2 separate regions of the Mus musculus genome follow, and region 1 is linked to region 2. Evidence: chromatin contacts called from public HiChIP or PLAC-seq data. All regions are on one chromosome and are shown on one strand. The core of a region is the stretch at or near the end of the contact, and the rest is flanking DNA. Distances in the headings are between cores, read along the strand shown.

The links. HiChIP or PLAC-seq counts read pairs in DNA pulled down with a chosen protein or histone mark.
Region 1: an H3K4me3 HiChIP or PLAC-seq map of embryonic forebrain shows a contact between it and region 2, with 3 times the contacts expected there. The contact joins two enhancer-like sites. A contact is called at or near these places in 6 of 39 promoter capture datasets (the 3T3-L1 cell line, hematopoietic stem and progenitor cells, liver and 1 more), 1 of 15 datasets of contacts at CTCF or cohesin (the NIH/3T3 cell line), 7 of 484 Hi-C or Micro-C datasets (the G1E-ER4 cell line, the N1E-115 cell line, brown adipocytes and 4 more), 8 of 115 datasets of contacts at active chromatin or transcription factors (astrocytes, craniofacial prominence, embryonic forebrain and 5 more) and 1 of 9 other capture datasets (macrophages).

What each region holds. Positions count from the first base shown.
Region 1 is chr8:84,598,718-84,603,671 of GRCm38.p6, forward strand. It overlaps Cacna1a (calcium channel, voltage-dependent, P/Q type, alpha 1A subunit), which reads left to right. Exons shown (of 47, transcript NM_007578.3): 32 at 2,672-2,788; 33 at 3,039-3,104; 34 at 3,207-3,322. Among named protein-coding and RNA genes, the nearest start is that of Gm32854, 12 kb to the left of the region's middle. Within about 2 kb of position 1,729, at least 73 of the 459 cell types and tissues checked have an H3K27ac peak or open chromatin away from gene starts, as enhancers often do. A contact at or near this core is called in the N1E-115 cell line, embryonic forebrain, forebrain and 1 more, where this site is marked.
Region 2 is chr8:84,180,549-84,185,185 of GRCm38.p6, forward strand. No RefSeq gene overlaps it. Among named protein-coding and RNA genes, the nearest start is that of Mir181c, 3.9 kb to the left of the region's middle. Within about 2 kb of position 3,138, at least 119 of the 459 cell types and tissues checked have an H3K27ac peak or open chromatin away from gene starts, as enhancers often do. A contact at or near this core is called in the N1E-115 cell line, embryonic forebrain, forebrain and 1 more, where this site is marked.

The DNA of each region.
Region 1 (4,954 bases), core at 479-2,978, 420 kb after region 2:
GAGGAGGTCAGGGGTTATGCGGAGAACACCCCTAGCCAGTTTGAATCTGAGCCACTCCAGCAGAGCTCCAGTTAGGGGCCTGGAGCTTGACAGAAGGGCAGGCAGGGAAGCAGGTCGGCAGGTAGCAAAGACTTGGAATCTGGGGTGAATGGTGCCCCGTGTCTTCTACAAACCCAAAGGACACCTGCCCCTGAGCATGTCACTGGGGAGAGTACAAGGACCAGGATCCCACACACCTGAGCCTGCATCTTCCACTGCTGCTCAGCTTAGCCCTGGAGCACAGGGTAGGGTCTGAGTAGTAAGAGGATGCCTCTTGGGAGTTGTGTGTGCTAGCAGGACTCCATGCAGACTCAGGAAGAGCCGGAAGAGCAGATAGGCCTGAGACCCCTGACTTCTCCGGTCCCCGCCCCTCCTCCCTTATGTGTGTGCGTGCTCAGCAGCTGCTAGATCCCTGCTTCTGCATGTGCCAGTTTGCCCTCGGCCCCACACTGCTCCCAGGAACCCCTGCCTCTGCATGTCTGGCCGAGCCCACATGTTATGATCCACCCCATGGAAGGGATGGCTTGTTCTCCGGGGGGTTGAGGGAGAGGGTGGGGAATACTTCTTGGTTAGTGGTCCCATCCCCAGGAAAGCTTGGTGGCCAGGCAAGACCAGGCATCAGGTCAGCGGGGCACGGTGGGTGACTCTTAGCTAGGTTTGCAGGCTTATGTGAGACTTTTGGAACAGGCTCACAACAGTTGGGCCTAAGAGTGTCCTGATGTAGGAGCCCAAGGCTATTCCCCATCCCAGAAGCCCAAAGGCCAAGTCTTTTGCCCCAGAGGCCTCTTACCAGGCTCCGAAATTCTTCAATATCCAGTCACTGCCTCTCTGCTTCCAAGCCAGAGCTAGCTAGCTCATGGCAAAGACCCAGTAAAAGGATGCCTCTGGGAAGGAGGCTAAATATAGCCAAAGACAAAGCATAGTGATGACCCCCCTTTCATCCCAGCACTTGGAAGTCTGAGGCAGGAGGATCTCAAATTCAAGACCAGACTGAACCATAGCATGACCCCCTTGCAATAAAAAAATAATTCATTATGCAAATAGGGACACTTGAAATTCCGAAGAATGCTCTTGTCAGGGCCGCTTATCCATGCACCTCCAGTCATTAGGCCTCATTCGGTCTTGCCCTATGATGTGTCTCCAGGACTCCTACAGATCTTAAGACTGGGGCACCAGAAAGCTCCCTTCTAGCCAGAGACCCCATTCCCTCCTGCCTCCTGCCTGCTGGTCGTAACCATGTGGTCCCCAGGCAGAAAACTCACAATGCTCTGTGGGCCAATCACCAGAGAGCCCGGGAAACTGGAGAGCATATAGCCAGACTCCAGGGGACAGCTACGAGAGGCCTGGGGGAGCCAAAAATCCAGATCGGTGGGCAACGTCCAAATTTAAAATTAGCAACTTTGTATTTAAAAACAAAACCACTTAGGCCCAACAAATTACTTTCATTGGCTATATTGGGTCATTTGCCACCCATCACCAACCTCCGCTGATGCCCCCCTGGAGAGTCCTGGGCCTTGCCCACAGTTTCCAGCCACTGTCTCTCTTCACTAACAGCCTGGGAGGGAGGCCAGAGGCAGTGACTAGACCTGGGTTTGGAGGACAGGCAGGGCCCACCTAGGGAAGTCCAGGGGCCAAGAATAGCCTCATCTCCCCACCCGCAGCAGCGGCCCCTTGGTAGGCCCTGGGCTGATCAGAGCTCACTCGCCCTGGGAGCTGAGACCTTCCTGCTTCCCGCAGGCCTGGTCCCGAGACACCACCCAGCCCCAGAAGCTGAGAAGCCATCCCTGAGAGGGGGGAAAAGGGCCCCTAATGCATCTTCTCCGACTCAGCGGGCAGCGAGGACTCACCCTGCAGCCGAACAGCCCCAGCTCCCTCCCGTCCTCCCCATTCCCGCTCGCCAAGGGGGTAAGAAAAGATGCCCTTCCGCTTCTCCCCATTGGCTCCAGCCGCTGCTCCTCTGGGCCGTGGGGTGAGGTCAGGGCGGGCAGGAGCGGGTGGGCAGCTCGGCAGGGCAGGGCAGGGCAGGGTGCCCGGTGAGTCCCAGGACAGATGCATTTCTGGCCCCGAGCGTAACATGCCCTCGGAACCGCACTTGCCCCCTAGGCCTGCGTGTGCTGGTGCCCTTCCCCCACCCCGCCCGTGTCTGTGCTTTGTACTCTTGTGCTGGGTTCTGCAACTTGACCCGCTTGTGTCCTATCGTCTCAGTGCATTTGGTTGTTGGGAGAAATAAAAACCATCTCGATTTTTTTCCTGATTGGATGATTCGGATGTATTTTCTTTTCTGTGCTCTTTTGTTATTTCCTCCTGGACCCTGTTCCTTTCTTTTCCTCCCCCTTCCCACACCTTTTCCCCACTTGTGAGTGGGCCTGGCTGGGTGGGCTTAAGCTTTTGAGTTGATATCTCTTCCCTCCCCTAACCCCCTCCTCTCCCTCACTCCTTTTTTATTTATTTATTTTTTGAGTTCCCCTCTGCTCCATTGCATTAACGGTGCTTTCTCTCCTCTCCCTCCTCATTTGGGGTGTGGCTTGCTTTTTTCCTATTGGTTGGCTTCATGTAGGGGCCTCTGTGAGTGTTGAATACTCTAAGCTCCTCAGGGTGGGTGGAAGGTCACCTTTCTTCCTCATCTCCTCAGAATAACTTCATCAACCTGAGCTTTCTCCGCCTCTTCCGTGCTGCCAGACTCATCAAACTCCTCCGCCAGGGTTACACCATCCGCATTCTCCTCTGGACTTTCGTGCAGTCCTTCAAGGTGAGACACAGCCGCCGCTACTGCTGCCGGCCCGTCCCGGGCCAGAACAGACCTCCTAGCTCCGGGTAAAATGGGGAAACCACACTGAAAGTGCTTCTGTAATCGTCTGATGTCTACACCCAGCGTCTACAGAGCTCTGAAGGCCCTGTCCCGAAGCCCTGTAGCCTGGGGCACGTGATCACCTGACCCAGTTCAGAAGGCTCTGGGCAAGTCGCGTGGCGCCCTTTCTCACTGCCTTCCTTCCCTCCAGGCCCTACCTTATGTCTGTCTGCTGATCGCCATGCTCTTCTTCATCTACGCCATCATCGGGATGCAGGTGACCCCGCACCCGTGGGTACCAGGGCTGCGGGAGGGATCCTGCGTCAAAGGGAGCCAGGGTGGCTGTGACTGCCCTCATGGTCACCCTCCAACTCCGCAGGTGTTTGGCAACATCGGCATTGACGGGGAAGACGAGGACAGCGACGAGGATGAATTCCAAATCACGGAGCACAATAACTTCCGGACCTTCTTCCAAGCGCTCATGCTTCTCTTCCGGTGAGGGGCGTGGGGGAATTGTCCTTCCGTTTAGGTTGGGTTCAGACCTGTCTTCATTCTGTGTGTTCATTACTCTTCTGCCTGAGAATATGATCCCTCTGACTCTCCAGTTGGGGTGAAGTTAAGTACTGCCCAAATCTCCGTCCCTTCTTCCCAGCAGTGCTTTCTTTAGGACAAGGATCTGGGACAGAGTACAAGCTTAGAAGGAATGTCACTGGTGTTACCTAGTTGAATCCTCCTGATCAGCTTTTGAGATGGGAGTCCTTCTGAGACCATCTTACATATGCTAGAAACAAAGAATAATCCCTGACCCGCAAAGGACACACTAACAAAACAAGACAGTTCTTTTCATAAAAAGCACGCAATAAGACTCAAATGATTTAGCCAAGGTAGCTTCTCTCTTTTATCCCTGACATAGATATTGACTGTATTTCATACCATTGGTGGCAGCCACTTCAAAAGCTGATGTGATTAGCCAGTTGGTGCAAGGGGACAAGGAAAAATCAGAAAACATAAGCTCTTGCTGGGCTAACTACTTTTAATAGAAGGGGGGAAAGTGTGTCTTATAATCCCCACTCTGTTATACTCCCTCCCCAGCTTTGCCAGCATTAATTGACCATTTGAAGTTTCTAATAGCAGTAAGCCATTGTTATAATAAGTTATGGATTAAGCATGGTCCAAGGTAAGCCCACCTTTCTAGAGAAAGTCCCTTAACCATTTGATTGACCTGGCCCAAGTGCAATGTGAGATTTTCACCCTAGATAGAAAGAGGAAGGTTGCCGGGCAGTGGTGGTGCATGCCTTTAATCCCAGCACTTGGGAGGCAGAGGCAGGAGGATTTCTGAGTTCCAGGTCAGCCAGGGTTACACAGAGAAACCCTGCCTCAAAAAAACAAAAGGAGGGGGGGGAGGAAGAGGAAGAAGAAGAAGAAGAGGGAGAGGGAGAAGAAGAAGAAGAAGAAGAAGAAGAAGAAGAAGAAGAAGAAGAAGAAGAAGAAGAAGGAGGAGGAGGAGGAGGAGGAGGAGGAGGAGGAGGAGGAGGAGGAGGAGGAGGAGGAAGAGGAGGAGGAGGAGGAGGAGGAAAAGATGATGATGATGATGGTGGTTGGTGGTGGTGGTGGTGGTGGTGCTGCTGCTGCTGCTGGAGAGATGACTCAGCAGTTAAGAGCACTGACTGTTCTTCCAAAGATCCTGAGTTCAAATCCCAGCAACCACATGGTGGCTCACAACTATCTGTAATGAGATCTGATGCTCTCTTCTGGGGTGTCTGAAGACAACTACAGTGTACTTACATATAATAAATAAATAAGCCTTTAAAAAAGAAGAGGAGGAGGAGGAGAAGAGGTCTATTCTCTTGACCAGGAGTTTTGTCTCAACAGGCATTTACTGCTTAACTCAGTTTGGGTCTCCATTGCTGTGATGAAACACCATGACCAAAAGCAAGAATGAGGAAGAAAGGGCTTCGTGTCAGAGGCCATCGTTGAAGGAAGTCAGGACAGGAACCCAAACAGGACAGGAGCTGCTGCCATCTTAGTTAGGGTCACTATTGCTGTGATGAACCACCACGACCAAAGCAGCTTGGGGAGGAAAGGGTTAACCCAGCTTACACTTACACATCACTGTTCATCACTGGA
Region 2 (4,637 bases), core at 1,888-4,387:
TGGGAGGTGTATGTTAGGGGTATTCACGGCAGGACAGCCTGCCTGTGGGAGTTTGGCGGGGGGCGTGGCATGGCGGAGGCGCCAGGCCCCACCCCCTCCTGTCTCTTTGTCTGCAGGCGTGGTGCGGGCTTCCCGCCCTCAGTGTCTGTCTGCGCTTGCCTGCCCTTTGTCAGCGGGGGTCGACTGTCTGGGTCTGCCTGCACCCTCCCTATGTGTCTGTCCTTCTTCTTCCCGGGGCTGCTCCTTGAGGTTTTTGGCAGCCAAGCCCCCTGGTGTGTGAGGATCAGAGTCTTGACCTGAATTCCTGCAGCTAGGGGCTGATCATTTACTTCCCGCCATGTGTTGGTCGGCCTAGAGTGCTTGGGCGGGAGGTCTGACTTTGAAGTCCCTTAGTGTAAGGGTGGGAAACTGTCTCCTTCCATCCCCCAACCCCAGGTCCAGAAGCAGGGGCACTGCAGCGCAGAAGTCAGCTTGGGAATGACCTAGGTGGAGCCTGCCCCAGTCTCTCTGAGCAGCTGGCAAGTCCTAGAGGTCAGGTTGAGGTGAAATGCCAATCCCAGCCAGATGGGGGTAGCTCTACCATCAAGTAAAAGATGGGTTAGCTGTCTGCTATATTGTGCCCTGTGGTCTGCAGTGTTCAGTGTGCAATACCTGTGTGTAAATCAGCTGGGCAGAAGGGAAGAGTAGGTAGGGCCTGGAAAACAGTCCATTATTGGGGGGATAGTGACAGGACAGGTGGGAATCTCCATAGGGTCACATTGGTGGCCCAGGTTGTCTAGACCTTATTATTATTATTAATTATTATTATTGCCATACTTACACGACTTCTGAGATACCCACCCTTCCCTCCTAATCTCAGGAGCTTCTCAGATACTCGGGTCTTTCAGGGGGCTGGGGAGTGGGGGGGGGGGAGCTCAGACAGGAGCTCCTATGTACTATAAGTAGGCCAAAAGCCCCAAATTTCCAGGCTGTCTGGATGTGAGGCCAGGCCTGCAGATGAGTGAGAGGGGTCTGGCTTCTCCTGGGTCAGGGGCTATGATCAAGGAAGTGATGGGAACTCCAGCTACTCCTCTGAACTTCTTTAACAAGGAGCAGAGCGGTCCTGGGTATGCATCACGGTGGGCTGTCTGCACAAACTCATTTGTCTGCTATATACACCTGTTAATGGATTGGAGTAGAGGTCTGCTCTAGACTACTCTGCTGCTAAAGGGAGCTCAGGGGGAGGGGAGGGGACTCTGGGGGGGGTGTACCATAGTTGGTGGCACCACTAGTGTATTAGTGTATATATGCCAATCCTATGGGCTTGTTTATGTGTGATGTCAACACTGTAGGTGGATGGGTGTGTCAAGCTCATTGTGTCCAATTGTGGTCTATGTGTGCACAGATGTATGTATGGATGCGGGGTTTGTCAAGAGTAACTGGGTGACTATAATCTGTCAGCTGATAAGGATGGTGTCTTTCAGGGCCAGTCTCCCACTCAAATACCAACTCTGTTAAGGCAGGGAATTCACTGTGAGTCATAGGTGTGTCCCATAATAACTGCTCAATAAGTGTTGCTGGACACAGTGGCTGTAGAGCCTATCACCTCTGTACCTGGCAGATGCAGGCCAATCTTAAAAAAAAAAAAAAAAAAAAAAAGGCTGGGCATGGTGTTGAATGACTTTAATAATCCCAGCACTCAAGAGGCTGAGGCAGACAGATCTCTCAATTTGAGACCAGCCTGATCTATACATAAAGTTTCAGTCCAGGCAGGGCTCTACATCCCAAGACTCTGTTTCAGTAAAAACAACAAAATATTGCATTTTTGACTCTACCTCTGAGTGTCCTTTCCCTGTGGGTCTATGTCTTTATGTATGCAAGTGACCGTTACTGTCCTCAGACATCCATGCCAGTAGGTGGGTAAGCTCCATTGTTTGTTTGTTTGTTTGTTTTGACTTCGAGAACCAAACCCCAGGGCCCTGTGATCCTGCCAGATCAGCAAAGCGCTTTACCATTAAGCAACATCCATGCTCAGCTCACTTTTGATGTTGATCTTTGTCTAGGTTTGTTTGCTGTTTGAGATGGTGTTCCCCAGTATACCCCTGGTTGGCCTGGAACTCAGTATATAGACCAGGCTGTCCAGGAACTCAGAATACCTGCCTGCTTCTCCCTCCCAGATGTGAGATTAAAACTGTGCTCTATCACTTCTGGGCTCCACTGTTCTTAAAGACAGAGTCTCTAAATTGCCCAGGAAGACCTCAGGTTCACTCTGAAACTCAAGTAGGCTTTGAGCTTCCCATCCTCCTGTCTCACTCTCCCAAGGGCTAGGAGGACTGGCCTGTGCCACCAGGTCTACCTCCATAAGGAGTCATGGCTTTATGAGTGACTGTCTCTATGGGTATCTGTGTCAACATGCACACCTGTGTTCTGGTGTTTCTGTGTCAGGATAGCTGGGACCGGCTTTGAGCTCACGAGGGGTGTCCTTATTTGCACACCAAGTTACTACAGGGACCGTCCTGCACCTGTGGTTGTCAGTTATTCTAGATGTGTGAGTGACCAGGTGAGGGTGGGCACTACCAGTGTGGTGTGTCTCTACATTGTGCCCAACCTTCCACTAGTGACTGTTCCTCTGCAGGGGTATGTTCCTGGCCTTTGTGGGTGCAGTGTGTACACGAGTGTCAGTGTTGTGGTTGACTGTGTGCTTAGGAAATTAGATTATTAATGGGATAGTGTGTGTCTGTGTCGTGCGGGTGGCTTTTAGGACTTTGTCTGATGACTTGAGACTAATTTTGGTTTGGCAAGTGCGGCTGTGAGAGGTGGGGGATGGGTGGGAAGGAAATGGGGCAACCCAAGTGTGATGGGGGTACTTTCTCAGCCCCCAGTTAGCTCAAGAAGTGGCTTCTGCGGCCCCCAGCCCCAGCATGCATGCCCTCCGGGGAGAGGTCCCCTGGAAAGGCGCCCGGTCGCTTTAAAGCTAGGGCTCCTCAGCAAGAGTAATCGGGGCCATCTTTCCTTTCTGCAGCCACTTTTGGAGGGTGGGATCTAGTCGGCAAACCTTGTCCCCACGATCACCGTGCAGATGCGGTCTGTACCCCCGGAGGCAGCCTCCCGCCCCGCGCCCCGAGAACAAAGCGCCCCGGTCGGCCCGGCCCAGGCGCTCGCGACCGCGGCGGGTGCAGGCGGCGTCCCGGGCCACACGGCCGGGAACAATGGAGGCCTCGGCCGTGGCCGTGACCGGCAGGTGCGCCCCCCGCCCCGGCCCGCGCTCACCTCGTCTCCGCCGCCGCAGCGCCCTCCGCTCCGCCAGGGTCCGGGAGCCCACCCGGCCGCTCGCGCGGGAAGGGACCGAGCGGTTCGAACCCGCGGCCACGCGCCCGCGCCCCCGAGGCCCCCGCGCGGCACCGGCCGGTGGGTCCAGCTGCGGCCGTGCGCGCCCCGGGCCGCCTGCAAGCCCTCGTACTCCACGCTGCAGCTCGAGGGGGACTCGGGGCGCGGGCAGGGACCTGGGATGCATGCAGCCCTTCTGGCTCGGCGGGAGCACGCGCGCACAAAGGCACGCGGGCCACAGACAGGGAAGGTGCGAGGGGGGCCTTGGGGCGTACACCCGCCGGACGAAGGGGGTGGCGGCCACACACGTAGGGACACCTGGGAGCGGCAGACGCCTCTTTGAGGGACAGCACGGAATGTTCTTAGAACTGAATATACCTAGCCAGAGCCCAGGTTCACAGATCACACCCCACCATGTACACACAACCCAGGCATAGCCTAGGAAAACCCGAAGATTTTCGGAAAAACCTAAGATGTACAGAACACAGCTGGTGAGCCCGTCCACACTGGTAATGCTGGACTCAGGAGCCTGAAGCGGGAGTACCGCGATTCTAAGCCAGCCTGGACTAAGGAGTGAGTTTGAGACAAGCCAGAGCTATAGGTTCTGTCTCAAAACAAACAAAAAAACAAAACATGTCCACAGGGTCCAACAGACACAGTCTCCGCCACTCACAACTAATGGGTACACAAATACACACCTCAGCCTTACATGGTTACAGAGAGAAGCAGGACCACAAGGTAGGCAGGCACCTAACACTTGCTTCTTGGAAGTTGGAGCACACACACACACAGAAACACACAGACACTTTCTCACACTCACACACACATTCTCTCTCACACACACACACACATGCACATATGGTCTTGTACAAGCTCTTCCTGGGATGGGCACACACAGGGGTAAGAGGACTCCAGATCTGTCAGAGATGCATATGCAGAACCCCAAAGTGGCAGCTACCCTGAGCACCACAGGAAGAGAGCACTGCTGAGCGGCTCTGGAATCTTCACACAGACCTCCAAGTGCTCCCAAACATACCCAGTCCTGCACAGGCTCAGTTGAGAGGAAGGTCAAACCAGCCTGGGGCTGAGCCAACATTATACTGCATGTATGTTTGCCCTTCTCAAGTCCGGGGGCTGAAGACTTTAGCCCCCCTCAAACCCAGGCTGTTACCTTTGTGGGCCTGCAGCGCTGGGATTCCTGTCGGCTGCCTGCCTTCCTTTAACTCCTTACTGCATTCCTGCCTCAGTTTCTCCTTGATAGGCTTCCAGACATCCTCCTACTTAGACAAGTCTCCACTGGCCCAGGAAAATTCTCTGGGGTTCAGAGTAAG